Linked DNA regions of Mus musculus: all the other regions are linked to region 2. Evidence: chromatin contacts called from public HiChIP or PLAC-seq data. All regions are on one chromosome and are shown on one strand. The core of a region is the stretch at or near the end of the contact, and the rest is flanking DNA. Distances in the headings are between cores, read along the strand shown. Region 1 overlaps Trp63 (transformation related protein 63). Region 2 has its middle 150 kb from the start of Tprg. Region 3 has its middle 200 kb from the start of Gm24928.

Region 1 (4,499 bases), core at 931-3,430, 420 kb after region 2:
CTGTTGGAAGAACAGTAGAAAAGAGCTGGGCTTTAAGAGAGATGAGAATTGGGTAGGCCAGATTGCAAAGTTCCTTATCGAGTCCTTAGCAAGTCATGTTAGAAGAGACTTTGCTACCCTTGCCTTCCTCAGAGCCATAAGGCCACCAGTACTGACAGAAAGCCCAAATAGCCTTCCTCCTAGCCCAGAGTTTTTTCAAAACTTGCTTTCTTTGTGCAAGCACTGCAGTCAATGAATAATATCCTCTATGTTATCAGAAAATAACCCTTTTGAGCTCCAGGGCAATGACACTGGCAGTTGTATACATTTGAAGGTCATTCATAGAAGATCCCTGATGCAGTACATTAGAAACGAGTCAAAGTCCATTTTCCCCCTTTCACAAGAGAATAGAAAGATGAACTATTGTTACAGGAAAATGATGTGGAGCTGTGCAATACCTGTGTGTCGTCAGGCAAGGCTTTTCTTTGCCTTAATTTTCTTATCTATTAAATAGATGATAATGATAATGATGATGGTGATGATGATGGTGGTGATGATGATGATAATGATAGAGGTCCATTATCTCTTATCTGCAGTTCTGAATTCAAATAGCTCTAAAAAGGAAACATGGTTTTCATCTGTTTTAATTTTCTAAGTTTGTAGGACAATCATCTGTAGATTAAATTCAACCCAAATTCAGAGGCTTAGAAGTCACTCCCTGGTCCGAACGGATGTCGATGGTTTCTGCAGAGATGCTGGCATAGGTCATAGAGTGCAGGATTTATTCCTTGTGGCTGGTGTTCATGATAAACACTTCATGAACTTTCTTCCCTTTGTAATACCTGAACAGCTCTGGATACTGAATCCTCTGGCCCCAGGGACTCAGATAAGAGACCAGTAATCCCTTCCTCATAGTTTTGAGAAGAGATTCACTTTCTAATAACAGTATTCATTATTGAAAGTCAAAAGATAGATTGCCAACCTGCACCCCCAAAGATGAATAAGGGTCTGTGGTTGACAAAGCTGCAACTTTGCCTTCCCTGCCTGCCCTCCCTCCCTCCCTCCCTCCCTCCCTCCCTCCCTCCCTCCCTCCCTCCCTTATTTCCTTCTTTCTCTTTCTTTTTTGAGGGAATGTCTTTGTTTGTTTGTTTGTTTGTTTGTTTGTTTTGTTTTAAAACAATTGTATCACCTATCCCAGGCCAGCCTCAAATTTGCTCTGTAATCAAGGATGACGTTAAAGTCTTGATCTTCCTACAGTGACTTCACATTCAGTTTCTATGTTGTTAGGGAGTTAGACCAGGCAACCAACTGATGTGGACCCCAGCCCCGGAACTCCTTTTTAGTATTATTTTGGACACTTTAGTCTTTGCGGCTCGGTTTATAGTACATTAATTACTGCAGTGGATTGTCAGTGTCAGGAACCTGCCCTGTTCTGAACATTCATTGTTTTTCCTCACAGCCCTCCAATGCTTACGAGGAGACTTTGGTTACCTTCGGTTGTTAGCTGACAGGTTTATTTACTTTTTCACGTTTCCTAAGGTTCATAATGTTTTCTGTAACACTCGAAAGGGTTACATAAAGTATTTCGTGCAACTAAAACACAAATAGATATGCAGACTTCTTTGGTGCTCTGCATGGACGCGAGTTCTTAATAGGCCCTAACACAGCATTTCTGTAAAGTCATCATTTTAGAACACAAGAGCAAGAATATCCATCTACATTCCATTCAGCCTTTCCCAAGAAGAAACTTCTTGTGGTTGGATTTTTTTTTTTTTTTTTTTTTTGGCACACTTCCTTTACTTCAAGCTATGAAAAACCTTTTTACTGTGTTTAATCCCTGGCCTGTGGGCATGAAGGGCTGATTTCGCAATACTGTCCCAGCACTAAGAAATTTTAACTGAAAGTTTCATACGCTGAAATGCTCAGAAGAAAACCAAGTGTTATTTAAATAAATATTCTGTTTCAAAACGAAGCAATACAGCACATTTAAATGGGATTTTTTTTTTTTAAAGTAGGTGTTGTCCTTTAGTCAGATTTGGGGTGGGTCATATAAAAAATGAATCTCTTTGTGGTTCGGGCTCTGTCCTTGTGTCTCTTTCTCTCTGGGAGGAGGATGCTGCCAGCTTAGGCCCGCAACCTGTGTCCCTGTTTACCCTTGTTTGGATATGTGTTACTAGGTGCCCACTCTTGGCTGTGATTTCTAGTGCCTGGGTGGTTTTACCTCAGCATTGGAGTGAGCAGGAAAGCGACCACAAGGCACTGGTCCAGGAAGCTAGGGTGATAAGGTTTAACATGCAAAGACAATCAGAAAAACAAAGTTTCCACTCTGATTCTGAGGTAGCCAGAGGAGGCAACACAGGATAGAACTTTTCCTCTTAGATCTTTGGCATTTTTCACCAGATGTTGTCAGTTCTAAACCAGCTGATCCCCAGGGAATGTACCCCTGAAGACAAATAAGTATTAAGGAACAATTTCCTCACATGGTATATGACATATCTGTACAGCTGCCTCCCTTCAGAACCATGAGTAGCTGCTTCCTAATCCACTGGCCATTTCAGGTAGAAGACAGATGCTTCTCTCTGGGTTCTGTGTGTGGTCTCTCTCACAGCAGAACCACACAGTAAGTTGAGAACTTAGGGGCAGCTCTTGTGGTGCGGTGCTTACCTGTGAATCTCCTCAGTCATTGCCAGATAGCCCATCTTAAAAACAAGTTTCATGAACTCTAATTCCTATGACTCTCTTATAAGGACAAGGGAAATTATAGTCATCTAACCAGAAAGCTTGAAGCATTGTTTCCTGTTTATTTCTGGTACCCTGGTAAAGTTGTTCATAGTGTTATTATGTTCACTGATAATTTTATCCTAGAACTTCATACAGTGTTTTAATCATATACATTTCCCCTACCCCACCTTCCCCCAGATCAACCCAACTACCCAACTTCCTATCCCTCCTCCCTTCCATTAACATAGCAAGAAGTGTCAATTTGATTAATAGATATAGCTTTCTATTACAAAGTTGACATGTGCCACGTTTGTACAAGCCAGAACTTAGCATATGGCTAGAAGGGCCTTCAAAAGTGGTTGTGTTTTTCTCCTTCTGATTTGAAATATTATCTCATATTGGTTCTTTCCCCCTTCCTGTGGGGCCCTCTCTTCTCTAAGCAGTATTCCACCGAACTGAAGAAGCTGTACTGCCAGATTGCGAAGACATGCCCCATCCAGATCAAGGTGATGACCCCACCCCCACAGGGCGCTGTTATCCGTGCCATGCCTGTCTACAAGAAAGCTGAGCATGTCACCGAGGTTGTGAAACGATGCCCTAACCATGAGCTGAGCCGTGAGTTCAATGAGGGTAAGGCCATTGAGTTTTCTGGGATTCTTTTCCTCTCCACTCACTCAAGCTCTTTGATGGCAAAGAGGCTGGTTCTGATTTTAGGCTAAAAATAATGGTAAATAAATTTGTGGCCTTCACAGTAATTTAATTACTTATTAATTTCCTTTCCCAGATGTGAGTTTATAACTATACTCGAGTTGGGGTTGTTATGTCTGTCATAGCCTTTGTCTTGGGTGCCTTTCCCAGAGTGATCTTTCAAGTTTAGAGGAATGGGAGGCTCGGGAAGACCAAAAGAAGGAGCATTAAAGAATCAATGGAATGAACAAATGGAAAAGCAAAAGGAGAGAAAAAAGAATAAAATTTGAGATGGCAAACAATGAGTAAATAAAAAGAAAGCAAATGGATAGTGGAAAGGAAGACAGGTGTCTGGGAGAGGCCTTGGGGACCTTTTAAAAGTTCTGTATCCATGTATCATCTATACCAGACTCCTGAGCCCCAAATCCAACAACAGTGTTATAGAAGAGGTGAGAGCTTCCAAGGGTTGAAGTAGGTTTTGCATAAGGATTCCATGAAGGAAAGGGAAGCAATGCGCACTGGAAGCAGAAAGGAATCTTCAGAGTGTTGGAAGTACAGAATGGGTTGTAAGTTAGAATGGTTTCCAGAAAATGCCAAAAGCATAGATGTCAGGAAGTAGAGGATGTCAGAATCTAGGACACTGGCGAGACCACATGAAAATTTCATGGAGGGCGAAAGGGGTAAAGATTTAGAAGATAAAAATGGAACCAAACATCTCTGACAGATTTACACATTAATTTTTATCCACATTTTGTGTCCTGCTTTGTGCTTAACAATATACCATAAAGAATATTCCATACATGCAGAATTTATCCTCCGTTTGCCTAAATGCCCATGTTTCATCAAAATGACAATATTTTTGGAGGTTTTCTTCATTTTTCACATGATATTGTTTCAATCAAAATAAACAGCGCTGCAGCGAATATGTTGGTATTCTTAGCTTTTCACTTTTATGAAATAGTTTTCATAGACTGGAACTTCATAGCCAAAGGGCAAAGACACCATTATGGTTCCTTTGCTCAAGGATGTAGGTTTCCTTATGACATTAGACAGCTTCTTAGGCCACCGCCATTCATTTCCATGCCATTTCATTCCATATTCTTGATTCCTAA
Region 2 (4,512 bases), core at 796-3,295:
AAATATATTTCAACTTACAGGTACAGGAAAGGATTTTCTGAACAGAGCCCTGGTAGTTCAGTCATTAAGACTACCAATTGATAAATGGACCTCATAGAAGTAACAAATTCCTATATAGCAAGGGACAATATCATTAGATTTAAAAGATAGCTCTCAGAATGGAAAAATTCTCTGTCAGCTATATATCTAAAAGAGGGTTAGTGTCTGCAATATCCAGAGAACTAATACAATTAAACCTCCAGAAAACAACAACAACGAACCAACCAACCAAGTTAAAAATCAAGGCATATTTTAAAAAATATTCAGCATCTTTATAAACACATCAGGTAAATGTGAATTAAAACTACCTTGAGATTTTATGTTAAACCAGTGAGACAGACTAACATAAAACAAGTAACATGGCGTGGATGTAGTGAAAAAGGAACACTTGTTCACCTTGGAGGAACTGAAAACTGGTGCTACCTCTAGGAAGATAATTTTCTGGAAAAGCTAGAAGTAGATATACAATATGATACAGCAGTGGCATTCTTGGGCATATACCCAAGGGACTCTCTCCTTGTACAGAGATCCTTGATCATTGTTGCTCTATTCCTAATAGGCAGGGAATGGAAACAAACTAGATGCTCATCAATGAATGGATGGGTAAGGAAAGTGTGCTGTGTTTACACAACATGACATTATTCAGGTGTAAAAAGGGAAATGGTGACGATGTTTGCACCTAAGTGGATAGACCTTGAAATGATAAATCTGAAGGGGGCAAACCAGACCCAGAAAGACAAACATAGCATGCTCCTTTTCATATGTGTATGATCGCTTCAAATATTTAGATATATGAGAATAAATTGTAATAGAACATTTTGGGATACTAGAAGGATCCAAAGTTCTTCATTCTGTGTTGCCCGATACAGGGACTAGTAATCATGAAATATGGCAGGTTTAGATTTAGAAATTAAAATTATTATGTTGTAATTAATTTAAATAGACAAAACTGCTTATGTCTAGAGGTCATCAGAGTGAGCAGGATAGGTGTGAAGAAAGGAAGGGTAATGAGACCCTGAATGCTATCAATGAAGAGGGATTGCAGCATCTCTGATCATTTCTGGGAATGTTTAAGAAGATACAAGCATTTTTGAATTGCATGTTTTTGCCATATTTCATTCCATATTTAAGAAAAACAAATGCTAAGAAGAATTTGAGTTCAAAACCCCCAACTTTTCCACCCAAATCTGCTTTCAAGTCAGTATGTCATTAGAAAAGTTATTTTTCTTGTTCTTTTGTTTACATTAATAGCTGAAGCAGAAGTACAATACGATTTCTATGCATGCATTCATTCATATCAGATGTCATTTGTTGATTTACTCTCTGGGAGAATGCCTTAGTTTGTCTACATCTTAACTACATCCACCCCTTTCTCTTTTTATTTTTAGGTGTGTTTATATTCATTATAATGATATAATATGCTTTTATTTCTGTTTTTATCAACTTTATTTGCTATCATTTCCCTCGCTATAGAGATCCATCCCAGGGACATTAAATTAGAGTTTATCCTGTCCTGTTTACTTTTTGCCTTTTGGTTAGACATGTATTCACTCTTATGTTACCCAGACCATAAAGTGCTCCCTTGTGTTCTGAAGTTATGGTGTTTCCAGATTCTTTTAGAGTCTCTAAGTTTAAACCTGCCTGTGGAAGGAGGCAGGTGAGCATGGAATCATCTGCTCATTTTCTTTAGTTTTTTCTTATTTTCTATTATTATTATTATTATTATTATTGGTGGTGGTGGTGGTGGTGGTGGTGGTGGTATAAGGTGGTTCTCATCTTCTTGCCTGTGTAAAATTTGCTGTGTTTCTAAGATTTAGAACACATTTCGTTTTACTGTCAGTCTCCCAAAGATTCATGTTACCAACATGTCTTTCTTTTTTCAGTTGAAGGAAGCAGGATGCTGAGGAACAGGATAAACTGACCAAGGTCATATAAAGGAGGTGCTATAAAGCTGAGTCACTTCTATGTTATGATGACAAATTCCACAGATATGGTTTCAGTACGATTTTCTTAACCATTCAACTTTGCAAAAATGCTATGGGTTAGGTTTCTTATTTCATATTTACAATCCACACTGTGTGTTGCAGCAGAGAAATTTGAAGCTTGTGTGCTGTGACCACAGTTTCTTTCAAGGAACTCTAAAAATGCCTCCAAGGCATTAGGGTGCTTCATGAACCAAAGCTGACAAATGCTTTGCTACGGGTAAGGAACTATCTGACATTAAGCTAACATTTACCAAGCACTTATGTGCTGGCATCTGAGCTAGAATATTTCCTATGCATTATCTTGTTTTTATTCTCCCAACAACTCTCTAAATAGAATTAAATAGCTCAAGTTTCAATAATTCACCACTGTGATTGGGCTATGTCTTTCTTTAAAATGAGAGAGAATAATTTGAACATCAAACACACCCAAAGATAAAATGAATTTGGCAAAAGTAAAATGAGATTATGTAGGTAGTTTGGGTTTTGTGGGTATAGGCAGTATAGAAACATAGCTTGGTGAGCAATGTGTTTAGGCTGTGCTCCTGAAACCAGCAGTTAAATTCAACCAGGTGGACTGGTGTTAGGGAATGTTGCTCCTGTATAAATATGAAAAGATTCCCAGTGCTTTCTAAAATCACCAAGCTCCAAGGAAGACAGTGTTAGAGCACCTGAGTATGGGCTGCAAATACTTACAGCTCACATGGAAGCTTCCTGCCATTCCTAGACATTAATGTCTGTGGTCAAGCTCCCAATGGTTCAAACACGCTCACTTTTGACTATGGAATGGGCGATCATGTATTCACATGATATTTTTAAGAATAGAATTATCTTTCAAAAATAAGCATTTCCAGTTTTTAAAAGGAAGATTTATTTGTCAAGTTTCACTTAGTAGAATACATCTAAATGAAATTCACAATACAAGGTAAGGTTTAAATCAAAGCCTCAGAATTCCATACAAACAGCATGACCAAACTCCTAAAGTATTGGTGTCATGACTCAAAATTGTCCTGGATTTAAAAAACAAAAACAAAAACAAAACTGAAAAGTATACACTCACATACTGTACAGAATATGAAACCAAAAATCTAGAATTAACAAACAAGCCAGATGTTGTCACTTTGAATCAAAGACACAGCTCCTGTATTTGATTTTTACAGAAAAGCATGTTTTTTTAACATGTACCCCAAGTTTTCAGTGTATTGTGGTGTAAGAGCAACAACATCCAGTGTAAGTGAAACTGCTTTAAACTGAAGCATGCTTACAGCTTGAGTATACTCCTCCAACAGAAGTAACTTGAGGAAAGTTGAAAGTGGAGATGACAACACTGAACTTGTTAGCATATCCTAGAGGAATATTTTCAGAGATCGAAATTACTGAGCTTAAAGTTTGAAAACAATTATAACTTTCAGTTTATAGTAAGCACGAATCTCAAGCTTGTAATGCAAAACTGTTAAATTTTGTTGTCTTAAAAAAAAAAAGGAGAAAGAAGAAAGAATGAAGCTGAGCTGTAGTGATCGGAAGCAATTGAATTTGTCAATTATCATTATACTGGGTATGCTGGATAGCCTTCCTACTCCATCTAGTTCCAGTACATGCAGCCTTTTATTCCCGTAGATGCTATTTGATGTTTCCTCTCTTCCTAAGTAAGGTTTGACTGATAGTCATTGCATTTTCCTGAAGAACTTGATCATATCTCCTCATACTGCTCTGACTACCATAACCACTTCCATAGTCGCCACTAAGCTGCTGGCTGGCAGGACCTCTGTAACTAGACTGGTTGGATAAACCCATTACCCCCCAACCCCCCATCACCTGGCTATCATAATCACTACCACTTGCCCCTTCTGTAAAATTCAAAAAGAGCTCTACCTCCACCTGTCCCTGCAGTAGAATTCAAGAAGAGCCCCACATATCTGTGCTGAAGATTTGCTTTATCTTTTTGCAAGAGCTGCCACAGCATCTTCATGAGTAGCAAACTCAACGTCTGCCTCACCCGCAACTCTGCCATCAGGTCCTATTTCAATGTGTACTCTCATGGAATTAAGAGGTGAGAAAAAAATAGTAAATATCACTCTCAGTAGCTCTGTATGGCAACTTGTCGTGTGTACACAGTGATCTGTGGTGCTCTGGAAACTGGACTCACCATCTCCACATCTATGATCACATATTCCTCAGAAAGAGTGGCTCAAGTCTCTTCCAAGTATATCAGACTCAAAACCACACCTGTCATTATAACCTCCATAGTTACCACATCCACCATAGGTACCTACCTCATTCTTTCAAACCCAGGTCTTCTGCTGATGCTATTATACCCTCTTCCAACCCCAGGGCCGATCATAGGGACCTGGGCACTATATCGTCGTGAGTTTTTGAGAAGGATCATAGTGGGTTCAGACTTCAGATAGTTCTGATAGTTCTGATAATGGGATTGTATGGCCCAGAGGAATCCCATTTGACTGTAACAAGGAAGAGCCCCGGAGCCTATCAT
Region 3 (4,325 bases), core at 1,524-4,023, 460 kb after region 2:
TAAATTACAAGCCTCTAGAGTTTTGGTTTTACTGAGTTACTGGGATTTGGGATGGCTGACCACAGGGGGTGGATAGCTGAAAATGTGAACAAAATCCACAAGAGAAACCATGAGGTGGGTGGTCACTGTTTGGGGCTAGCCATAGATGCATCAGGGTGGGATGGGGTAGGGGTGGGGTTGTCGCTGGGGCCTGAGAGTAGCTGGCAATAGCATAGGAGAGTGAAATCTCTTTTGTAATATTTCCCACAACACAAATATAAGGCATCTGATCACAAGTGTCACAATAACAGTCAGATGAATGAGAATCTCCTATTCATAAAGCATGTTGCATGCCAGCTCACAGGCAATTCATTGCAAGAAGATCAAGAAAATGAAAAATTAAGTTTTCTAGCTTGTTTTCTACTTCCCTTTAGTGTTTCGATTCCATTGGTAAAATTACTAAAATGTGTTAAGAGCTAGAGGACCAGGAAATGTGCTGTGAGATTGTGTCTCCTAGAAATGATAGGGATGGTGTCAGCTGCAGAACCTCAGCAATATGGCCGAACGAATGACACTTGAACACATGCAGCACCAAAAGACATGCTAACTGGGAAGGGGAGACTCTTACTGGATGAAGCACTATAGGCAACTCAAGAATGCTGAGAGCAAGAAAATTAGTCTTCCCCAGAAATGAATCCTTTAACTGGTTATCCAATACCAATTGGTCAGTCCTGAAGTCATATAGATTTAAGCAACATTAAATGTGTTCAGCTGCTTGAACATATCTGTTTACGCTCTTGTGTATGTATCTTTTTATGTGTCTGTGCATAAAATATATCATAAATGTAACAGTGACACAAAAAGCCATTATGAATTTGAGAAAGAGCAAGAGGAGAGGGACTGAAGAGAGAAATAAGGAGGAAATGATATCATTATATCTTTACATTTTAAGACATATAAAAAATAGAGATTGTTAAAGACGGAATATAATCAATCATAAGAGCTCTTAACATCACTTATTTAAAATGAACCATAAGTTATGGAGCCTAATTTTGAATTCATCTTTTAGAACTGTCTAAAATTTCATAGGATATAGGTGATACAATCTATAATCTAGCTTTATGTGATGTGCTTGTATTAGCTAATAGGATAACGCAACAATCCTAGATGGTATGCAGGCATTCTTGTTAGGAAGGTAAGGTTATGCAATAAAAGACCACATTAACAACATTGGTACATGCTAGACCTGGAGAATGCAGCCAGACTCTTGATTTGAACATCCGAAAACTAACATATGTGGTGCTCAGTCTCCCTTCAAATGTCCTTTTCATCCACATCTTTTATTGTGACCAACCAGACAAATCAGAGTCCCACAGAGGAATCTGTGCTCAGTATGTATTTTAAGCATTGGAAACTCATTCCTTCTTAAGAGAAACTTGCCACAGAAAGTGAGTGTCGCATGGGTATAGTTCAGAAGTGTGCAGTTCATCAGTGTAGAGCAGTGTTTTAAAAGTCATGTTGGGTGTGTCTTTGAAATTTATGAGATTTGTAACTCCCTACACTAAGTCCAAGTCTGTGTTTGTGCCAAGTGGGTGGCAAGTACTGGCAGGTGAACTTCCCCTTCATGGGGTTTATCAGAATTCTCGACCTACGACCTCAGAAGACCAGAATTTTGTAATCCAAATAAAAGTTAGATATAGAGAGAAAGGGAACAGGAAGTACTTTCAAGTAGAGAGCTGAGATCAGAAATAACAGGAAATGAAGCATGCAATATGCACACGACTCACCTGAGATTTTCTCTATGACATGAGAACACAACCGCTTTATCTCTTGGATAAACTGGGATGATTTAATGCAAGGGGTGATTTCTAATCACTGGGTGCTACGTTGTATTGGTTAATCATTGTGCTCTTTTTTGTTTCAGCTAAGTTCCTATGAGCTGATCTAACAGCCTTCCAACTTATTATTGCCTTCATAATACTACTCTATCTCAGGAATAATTAAAACCCATAGAAAGCATGTGAAAACACTTTTAATACTTAGAATGCTGAATGTAGATGTTTTAAAAGAATAGAAAAAAAAAACCCACAGAAGACCTATTGCCAGATCCTCAGCTGCGAAATGAGTAGAGAATTCTGTCGTGTCATTTCATGGGGCTTCCTGCCAAAGACACTTTGGAAATGTTTAGGAACTTTGAACTCAGAATTGTGGAAATTACAGTGTCATCCAGCACCAACACCCTTTGTGTATTAATACAAAGGCTAACACTTTGTAAATATCCATAAGAGAAATCAGAAAAAGGATTGCCTGTGTACAATTTATTCTCAACTACCTTTGAGAAGGGCAACCCTATGTCCCTTACTTTTGCTTTTAGATTTTTCTCCAGACCCTTAAAGAGTTGTTAGCCCAATTTACTCACTTCTAAACAGCACAGAGTGAGTAAAAGTCTGTTCAAGTTCATTAGTTTTTCCTGATTCCCTTCTTTTATTCCGCAGAAGACACCCATGATATATTTCATTCTCCCCTCAAGCCTGTAGTTCCCAGCTTAGCTGGTAGTGCTCTTTGGTGGATTTGATAGACAGGGCAAAGACACTATTTGCATATCACCATGTCTCAAACCTGACCTTGGAGATAGCTGCATGCCACCCGCTCCTTATAAATGCACACCCTCAGGTCCATGACACCTTCAAGAGTCACATACTCACAAAAAGCTATCCCTAAGCCTGGCCTCACCAAAGCTCACCAAACGGTACCACACTGTTCAGTAGCTGTCTAGTGTTTGGTCAGCAGTGAGCAATCAGTGGAAGCTCTGTCTGCTCCAAGACTGCCTAGCTTCTTCCCTTGGATAATATCCTATTCATCAGAGAGCAGCTTGGCTGCCTTTCTCTCTGTCTTTCATCTCCTTCGCCTCATTACTTCTTGTCCTGCAGTACAATACCACAGTCTTTGCTCATCATCACAGCCTCTATAACACTTTGACCTCCCTTGGTGAGGGTGGCAGGAGAGTGAATGCCTAGTCTCTCCCATGATTGTAATGCATTCTTTCCCTCCCTGGGGAAAAGGTCTCCTCTGTCTCTTGGCTGAAAGATGATTTTCTTCCAGACTGCCCTCCAATTATTTCCAGTGTGCTTGCCTAATACCGATCTCTCTCCTTATGTTGAGTGGAATGGGTGTCTTCATGGTGAGGAAATCAGGGATGATGCATACTGGTAAGTGTGAGAAAATGATGCATACATTGATCTAAGCCAAAGATTTGTGCATACGTGGTGTCATGTGGTCTTGGTTCTCTTTGAATTTCCTGTCAAAAACATGACTCAGCTTCTTCTGATACTGTGCAAAGCAGTTCATGGTGAACCAGCTAACTTGTATCTTCAATTCCATTTTAGCGCAACCTCTCCTGACCTGTCCTTACTGTAAGCCTCTCTTCTTGGCCACAGCTCTTCCCTTGTTACTCTGTCTCCATGGGACTTGTCAAAGAAGACTTTGGAGTACAAGTGATTGATTGCCTACTGTGGCTCATTTCCACCTTCATGCTGGTTTTAGCCGTAGACACTTGTGTCCAGGAAGCACTCTAGAACCCACATTATGTAGGTACTTGTGGATTTCATAGTCTTACTTATCTGTATCACCTCTTGATGACTCTGCCAGTTGGTTCAATTTTTTCCTTCTGTTTCTAAATGCAAAACAGAATGTTCGTTCATAGTACCTGGATAAATGATGGGCAACATTCTAGACTGCACCTGTAGAAAACAAATCCCTGAGTGAGTGAGTGAGTGAGTGAGTGAGTGAGTGAGTGAATATGTGAGTGAGTGCCTTTGCCTGTCTGTCAAGAATTCCTTTGGCAACATCCCTTCACACTAGTATGTCAAGAATCAGAAGAGGCAACATCAACAAAGTGAAAAACAAATGAAAAGTTGCCTCTGTATCAATTTTAACAGAAATCTCTATGCATATCACTAGGAAAAACAGATAAAAACAAAAAGTGGATCTTGTGCTGGCTAGGTTTATGTCATCTGAGAGTACATGCCTTGTCACAGAACTTTCCCTGTACAATTACATTAGAGCAGCAGGAGGCCTGTGATTGGACATGGAAAATGGAGGAAGAGCTAATAGCTGCAGAGACAGCATCAGAGAAAGAAGAGAAGGCAAGATGGAGGCAGACATGAACCGACATGGCTTTAACCAGCCACAGGTAGTTATGATATCATAAGGTTAGAATAATTGGTATAAAGCTTTTATCATTAACAATCGGTTCTGAAATTATTGTATTGGCATCTTGTAAATTGGGAATTTATTGAAACATAAATCTGGTTGGTTAATTATAAGTTTTAAGAGTTTTGGTTCCA

What was found. HiChIP or PLAC-seq counts read pairs in DNA pulled down with a chosen protein or histone mark.
Region 1: a CTCF HiChIP or PLAC-seq map of the NIH/3T3 cell line shows a contact between it and region 2, with 6 read pairs. The contact joins two enhancer-like sites. A contact is called at or near these places in 1 of 15 datasets of contacts at CTCF or cohesin (the NIH/3T3 cell line) and 2 of 115 datasets of contacts at active chromatin or transcription factors (kidney and vascular smooth muscle cells).
Region 3: a CTCF HiChIP or PLAC-seq map of the NIH/3T3 cell line shows a contact between it and region 2, with 6 read pairs. The contact joins two enhancer-like sites. A contact is called at or near these places in 1 of 15 datasets of contacts at CTCF or cohesin (the NIH/3T3 cell line) and 1 of 484 Hi-C or Micro-C datasets (nephron progenitors).

The regions. Positions count from the first base shown.
Region 1 is chr16:25,859,136-25,863,634 of GRCm38.p6, forward strand. Trp63 (transformation related protein 63) reads left to right here. Exons shown (of 14, transcript NM_001127259.1): 5 at 3,144-3,330. Among named protein-coding and RNA genes, the nearest start is that of Gm24928, 160 kb to the left of the region's middle. Within about 2 kb of position 2,181, at least 34 of the 459 cell types and tissues checked have an H3K27ac peak or open chromatin away from gene starts, as enhancers often do. A contact at or near this core is called in the NIH/3T3 cell line, where this site is marked.
Region 2 is chr16:25,438,141-25,442,652 of GRCm38.p6, forward strand. It overlaps the pseudogene Gm18896. Among named protein-coding and RNA genes, the nearest start is that of Tprg, 150 kb to the left of the region's middle. Within about 2 kb of position 2,046, at least 27 of the 459 cell types and tissues checked have an H3K27ac peak or open chromatin away from gene starts, as enhancers often do. A contact at or near this core is called in the NIH/3T3 cell line, where this site is marked.
Region 3 is chr16:25,897,693-25,902,017 of GRCm38.p6, forward strand. No RefSeq gene overlaps it. Among named protein-coding and RNA genes, the nearest start is that of Gm24928, 200 kb to the left of the region's middle. Within about 2 kb of position 2,774, at least 53 of the 459 cell types and tissues checked have an H3K27ac peak or open chromatin away from gene starts, as enhancers often do. A contact at or near this core is called in the NIH/3T3 cell line, where this site is marked.